Regions from separate parts of the Danio rerio genome. Here region 2 is linked to region 1. Evidence: chromatin contacts called from public Micro-C data. All regions are on one chromosome and are shown on one strand. Each heading gives the region's core, a stretch centred on a gene start, on an enhancer-like site or on the middle of the called end of the contact. The rest is flanking DNA. Distances are from core to core; before and after follow the strand shown.

Region 1 (3,793 bases), core at 671-3,170:
GTTAACTTCCACCAGACTTAACTAAATTAACCCAACCCCCATCCCTTCATCCCCACGCCCTCTGCCAGAAACCCCGCCCACCACAGACATGCCAGTAGTGTCAGCACAAAATGATTGACAGACAGTGCGCGTTTCTGATTGGCTAAAACAAAGACGGGCCGCTCCCCTCCTGGCTGTGACAGAGAGACAGTTGTGATTAGTAAAGACAGCCATTCATTGATAACACCTCGGTAAAATAACGAATATGTGTGGTATTTAGACACAAAAACAATCTATAAGCCATACGTGTTTATATAATGACCTCGTGTCTCTTTGAACTCAACGTGATCCTGACCACAGAAGCGAACGAGGAGATCCTCGCTTCTGCAGGCGAACTCTCGGAGTTGAGGAGTCAGCATTACAATCGAGTGAAACAAGCAGAGTTAAACTGTGAGAGAAAGTTAATGTCGCTTTGATAAACTACAGGAGTCTGCGTGCGCGGGTTCGCGTAATGTCGACTGCGCTACAGCATTATGACGCCATTTCTGTGCCACACAACTGCAGTCGCTTGACATCGACATTTTTATCATTGCGACGTTCAGCGCTGGTTTAACTGTACAAAGGAGCTAAATCCGCCGCCCCACTTCTATTATTGCGAGCCATGTCGACTTCGAGAAGTGGGACGACGGCGACATTGCTATTTCGACTATAAAGCCAACCCGTCCCGATGGAGAAAAGCAAGACGGTAAAATCACAAAGAACTGACACGCTTTTTGGTGTTTATGTGGAGGAGACAACGCTACAAAATGCTGACGGCTGGTGTGCAACACGCTCAACAAACAACACAATGAGCCTTCCCGAACAAGGTCAACCCAAACAACTTGCTCCGATCGGGGAAATCAGACTTGTTTTCCTTCGACATCATCATCATCATCATCCTCATCATCACTTCAATTGAATGAAAAACAAACGCGTCGCGTTGAGCCCTAATGACAATGTCACCCCAAACAATAACTGTCGCGTTCGGACTGTAACGTCCGTGCCGTCGACACAACCGATTATCAGTGTGAAATGTAACGTTAACAGTCTCCGTTGCGACTAGAGATGAAAACGGGCTTGCTGGGGAAACTACAGCGTGCCTCGCCAGCCATTTCGGCTCACGCTCCGAAACGATCCACGGCTCAGAATAAACACCTAAATTCGCGATGATATTAAGATGAAAACTGCAACGATGTTGATTCATTCGCATCACAATCACAGGAGAGTTTCCGAAGAGCAAAGATTTCAGCCGCTGCACACACACACACACACACACAAATAAAAATCACAATGCATACATTCGTCCTGTCAGATTTCATCGCTTATTCCGTCTAAATATCTCTTCGGATCGCACAAAGCCTTACGTAAGGGACCCAACAAGGCAGTGTTTCCCCCCACATCAGCTATTTGATGGCGAGCAGCGAACAGAAAAGTGCTCGAGTCTTTTGGCGAATTCCAACACAACATCTGCTGGTACAAGTGAAGCCCGAAGTTGCTAATAACAAACTAATAAAGGCGAACAAAAAGTCCCCCGCTGTTTAGATGCACCATTTACATCGTAAAGCCATTTTCTGTGAAAACAAGGCTACGTCTCGTTGTCAAAACACAACGATTAAATTACATCCTCGCATATAACGTCATGGGGGGATCATTTAGTTCAATATTGAGGCTCGATGCAGCTTAGTTTTCTTTCGATCTCCGTCTCCATTAAGACTTTATCTGGTCAACATAATGTCCTACCTGATGTAGAAGACAGGTCGCGGTGTTCCTCCGTTAAATTAGTAATCCATTGGACAAATCATCGATGATCGATGCTGGAAACGTCGTCCGAAAATATAGGAAAGGTGTCGGGATGCGAATCCGACAAATCGCTCGTCAGTCGCACTCGTTTTCTCTGTGTAATAATCCTCTCTCTTTCTGAAACGGGCTGAAGGATACACAAAACCGCCCACTGAGGACAGCGCGCGCGCTGATTGGCTGTTGCACTCGCGCGAACCGCCCCGCTTGTTTTCTATTGGACGGTAAAATCGTAGCAAAGCGTTTTCCTCGCAAGGATACACGGGACTTGTAGGTTTTGAGCTCGACTCTCGTGTTCTACAGTCCCCAGAGCAATGAAGCACACAATGATGACTCAAACTACATTTCCCAGAGTTCAACAGTGAGTGGGGAAATACAACCAGGCTCCGCCTACTTTCACGCGCTTGCTCTTTGCGAGGAAGAGTCGAAAGGTTTCTTTGAATAACAGAAGTTTGATTCGAGATGTTCTCCATTACTGTGTTCATGTTTCTATTTAAAGTCATTGATTACTTAATCTCGGCACTGTTTATTTAGCTTAAAGTAATTGTGTAGAAGTTCTTTTTCTTTTTGGCTTAGTCCCCTTTTATTCTGGGGTCGCCACAGCAGAATGAACCGCCAACTTGTCCAGCATATGTTTTACGCAGCGGATGTCCTTCCAGCTGCAACCCATCTCTGGGAAACATCCATACACACTCATTCCCACTCTCATACACTACAGACAATTTAGCCTACCCAATTCACCTGATCGCATGTGTTTGGACTGTGGGGGAAACCGGAACACCCGGAGGAAACCCTCGTGAATGCAGGGAGAACATGCAAACTCCACACAGAAACGCCAACTGACCCAGCCGAGGCTCGAACCAGCGACCTTCTTGCTGTGAGGTGACAGCACTGCCTACTGTGCCACTGCGTCACCCCTGTTAAGAAGTTGTACAGGTATATAAAGAGGTTATAACATCAGCATTCACATCTCATACACATCTGTATTCTAAGGAAATGGATAAAACCTTTACCCAAACTCGCTATCTTTCATCTTTGAATAATAAGGTATGAGTTATAAGATGCATCAATCATCAAAATAATTAGTATAAACCAGCTTTAAATTGTGTTTTTATCTAATACATCTTAGCAGGAGTGTCTAAACTTGGTCCTGGAGGGCTGGTGTCCTGCATATTTTAGTTCCAACCCCAATTAAACACACCTGAACCAGCTAATAAGTTTGCATGTTCTCCTCTGGTAAGACATGCGGTACAGGTTAAGTGGGTAGGCTAAATTGTCCGTAGTGTATGAGTGTGAATGAGTGTGTCTGGATGTTTCCCATAGATGGGTTACGGCTGGAAGGACGTTCACTATGTAAAAACTTGCTGGATAAGTTGGCGGTTCATGCCGCTGTGGCGACCGCGAATTAATAAAGGGACTAAGCTGAAAAGAAAATGAATGAATACACAGAGCCGACTCATCCTTTTGATTAGCATTATTTATTTTGGGTTGTGCCATTTAATTATCAGAATTTACAAATTATGTTGTTGATTTTAAATCCGCATACTTTTAGATAAATTACCAACCTACATCACACATGACGTCACACAGGTTCCCGGTTGCAAAAAGAGACCGGTTGCAATAGCAAACATGTCGTGTTGTGTGGTAGTAACGTAAACTTTACCGTACACCACACTGCTTTTAATGCCAACTGCAGACATCTTTGGCTGAAAGGGAGCTGAATGAAGTGAGGACCTAATTAAAAATGCTTGACTCTGCAATTCTCATTTCATATCAGGTAAATTAAACTGCGGACACTGAATGCTTACACTGAAATGTAAAGGTGTAAGTTCACATACCGTGCCCTACAGGTGCAGTTCGCTGTCAGAATGCAGTAGTTTTGCTTGTTGATGATTACCCAGGCCTTGTACAGTTCAGTCTTCTTTCCTTATCTTTGGATAAGCAGAACCTTTTAGCACTACATAGTGTTGAATCTGGT
Region 2 (3,793 bases), core at 481-2,980, 40 kb after region 1:
TTGATTTTTATTATTTATTTTCTCTCTTGGATAAATGTAATTTCATCTTGTTTAGAGGTTTTTGGGTGAGCATAATATTTATTTAAATTTCTCAGTAAAATTACTTTTTTTTTGATAGGTTTCTTAAACTTTTACAGATAAAACAGAGATATATTATTATTATTATTATTATTATTATAAATTTTTTTTAATATTTGATTTTCTTTTCGGCTTACTCCCTTTATTAATCTGGGATCGCCACAGCGTAATGAACCTCTAACTTATTCAGCACGTTTTACACAGCGGATGCCTTTCCAGCTGCAACCCATCACTGGGAAACATCCATACACACTCATACACTATGGACAATTTAGCTAACCCAATTGACCTGTTGCACATGTGTTTGGACTGTGGGGGGGAAACTGGAGCACCCGGAGGAAACCCACGCCAACACAGGGAGAACATGCAAACTCCACACAGAAATGCCAACTGAACCAGTGACCTGTGACTGCTGTGAGGCGATCGTGCTAACCACTCCGCCATTGTGACATCCTTATTATTTTATTTTAAAAAGGTTAGTTTGTCTTTATATCTGTTTATATTATCTTTAGGTTTATTTGCATATTTATTAGGTTTATTTGCATATTTATTAGGTTTATTTGCATATTTATTTGATCGTTTTAATAAACATTGTCAAAAAGTGCAAGTACCCACAACGTTGTTATGCATATTAATTACCATAATATATTGTATTAAGGGTGACTCGGCTGCTCAGTGGTTAGCACTGTTGCCTCACAGCAAGAACGCCACTGGTTCGAGTCCTGGTGGGGTCAGTTGGCATTTCTCTGTGGAGTTTGCATGTTTTCCCAGTGTTGGCGTGGGTTTCCTCCAGGTGCTCTGGTTTCCCCCACAGTCCAAACACATGCGCTATAGGGGAACTGATGAACTGAGCTGTAGAGTGTGTGTTTAAAAGAGTGTGTATGGGTGTTTACCAGTGTTGGATTGCAGCTGGAAGGGCATCTGCTGTGTAAAACATATGCTGGATAAGTTGGCAGTTTATTCTACTGTGGAAACTCGTGATGAATAAAGGACTAATGTATAAATAAATATATATAATATTATTAAATACCGCCACATTATTATAGACATTTTCAAAATCTCTCTCTGTCTTTGATTTATTACATTTATATTAAATATTGTCGATTAAAAAAGATCTTAAGCACTTTTTAAAAGCATTATTATAATAAATCTAGCTTTAAAAATACTCATTATTAGTACAGATATCGAATGGTTTCATTAGTGGCTGGTTAATGCTTCACACAGGCATTTGCTCTGCAAGTCTTGATTGTTTTCATGCAGGCATTAGTAAGCAAGCAGAAAGCAGAGATGATGTCATCCAGAGATGATGTAATGCTTCATGAAGGCAGATGAAAGCAGAGTAAATCGAAAATCTCCCAGTGTGTAAAAACAGCGCTCCCAGATCAGAATCAGCATGTGTTTTTGCAGATGTCACACCGATACACTGGCTGTGTGTATATGATGGAGACGATCAGTGTGTGTCTGAAGTGTGTGTTTGGCCTCATTCCCAGCAGCTCTCGCTCTCAGACGCGTCCATTATTATTACTTTGACAGCTCCAGTTTACAGTAACCTGCTTTTAACTCGTGCGCGAGGGCTTTTCACAGCAGCTCTTCATACACACTTGTTAAGGTCAACTCTGTGTTTTTTTCCGCCTGAAGTTTTTCCTGCTCTGCGTTCACCATGATTGAAGCTCATGCCAGTGTTTTCGCCCCCTGCTGGTGATTCAGGACTGCAGATTTTCTCCTGTTTTGTTGGTTTTGAAAGTAAAGGTCAGAGAGTGGGATGCTGGAGTTTATTTAAACATGCTTTTTGGCCTCTGTAGACTCAAATCTGTTCATAGCATGCGTTGCTTCCAGTCAAGTTTTATATTAGGACTGGAAAAATCAGACATTGTGATATATATTGCAGTATATTGTTTCACTAGATAATTTGATGAGCTCTATTTGGAAAGATTTCAATAATTTAGGTTGACTTGGATAAATTAGGTTGAATTGCAATAAAAAATTTTATTAAATTAAATAAGCTGTGTTTTATTGTTTTTCCAGGGGAAAAAAAAAAATTTGAAAAAAAAAAATCCACAAATTCCTGCGTAAAAAAAATAATAATTAAATATGCAAATAAATAAATTTAAAAAATCCACAAATTTCTGCATAAATAAAAAAAATATGCTAAAAAAATAAATGTATATAATAAATCTATAAATTCTTGCATAAATAAAATAATAAACAAATAAACATGCAAATAAATAAATATAAAAAAATCCACAAATTCACGCATAAGTAAAAAATATGCTGATAAATAAATCTTTATAACAAATCCATAAATTCCTGAATAAATAAAAAAAGAAAAATGCAAATAAATAAATATATATAAAAAATCCACAAATTCCTGCATGAATAAAATAATAAATAAATATGCAAAATGAATTTATATAACAAATCTCTAAATTTCTGCATAAATAAAATAAATATGCAAATAAATACATTTATATATGAAATCCAAATTATTAAATAAATGCATAAATAAGATTATAAATAAATACACTATTATATAAATAGGTAAATGAATCCATAAATTCCAGCATGGATAAAACAATAAATAAATATGCAAATAAATAAATATATATAATAAATTCATAAATTTCTACATAAATAATAAATAAATAAAAAATAAATAAATGTATGCATATTCAAAATCCACAAATTCCTGCATAATGAAATGTATGAATAATTAATAGTGGGGGCAGATAAGCATTAACAGAACTTTAACCTTGCATGCATTCACACGTTTTAATATTTTAATTAATCAAATAGCATCAACGTAAAAATAAAATGAGAAAACATTATAAAAATTCTACATTAATATGCAAACAACTATAAAATTATATAAAGTATTACATAAATGTATTTTTATTTTAATAAAGATTGAGTGGCATGTTTATTCTCTGTCTTAAAGACAAATAAAAAATGTATACTGATAGTTATTGTTTGTATGAATTAATAGAAAATATTGTTAACTCTAATGCAACAGGGATCTAAATAAACACACCTGTGAAATTATATATAATTATATTTCTTCCTTATTAAATTGTTTTGTGCACCTTATTTATTTGTTTAATTATTTTTTGTAATCTTATTTTTTGGAATGTATTGTTTTTTTTTCTGCATGAAATTATAAAGCCATTTAATGATCAATAACGCATTTATGTATTTATATTTATACATCTCTTTTTGAAGTCTGGTGAATGTGTTGATACCTCTGCGCAGACTAAACACAGATGATGATGATGGTCTGCATTTCAGACACACCCTGATTACGCGGACTGCTCATCTAATATAGTGCAGCTGCTGCCACCTGCAGGACTCCACTGCTATTACACCTCTGTGTTTCACCTCATAATATCAGCATTCTCACGTCAGATCCACAAATAAGTCCTGTCAGCACTTTTGACTGCACAAGCATCGTTCATTCATTCATTCTCTTTTGGTTTAGTCTCTATTTCAGAGGCATCATATACAATAGAATACTGTAAATAAATGGTTAAAGTTTCTTAAATTCCTCTACATAAAATGTTTAAACCAGAAGCATTATTGTGTGTGTTAGTCAAGCATCTGGACATTTGCATGATATGTTGATGTCAGCCAGAAAGTATTAGTTACTTGGTCTAAATGTATGGCTACAGAAAACATGTAACAAGAAAGGACTGAATTTCATCGACAACTTCAATCTCTTCTG

Evidence for each region. A called contact is a pair of places that touch in the nucleus more often than the background predicts.
Region 2: a Micro-C map of caudal fin shows a contact between it and region 1, with 4 times the contacts expected there. The contact joins the enhancer-like site here to the promoter of arid4b in region 1. A contact is called at or near these places in 2 of 18 Hi-C or Micro-C datasets (caudal fin and an unstated tissue).

Annotation. Positions count from the first base shown.
Region 1 is chr13:53,523,387-53,527,179 of GRCz12tu, forward strand. arid4b (AT-rich interaction domain 4B) reads right to left here and starts at 1,921. Exons shown (of 25, transcript XM_073920338.1): 1 at 1,759-1,921.
Region 2 is chr13:53,563,616-53,567,408 of GRCz12tu, forward strand. The region is part of intron 2 of ggps1 (geranylgeranyl diphosphate synthase 1); the gene reads left to right. Among named protein-coding and RNA genes, the nearest start is that of ggps1, 34 kb to the left of the region's middle. Within about 2 kb of position 1,731, at least 16 of the 62 cell types and tissues checked have an H3K27ac peak or open chromatin away from gene starts, as enhancers often do. A contact at or near this core is called in caudal fin, where this site is marked.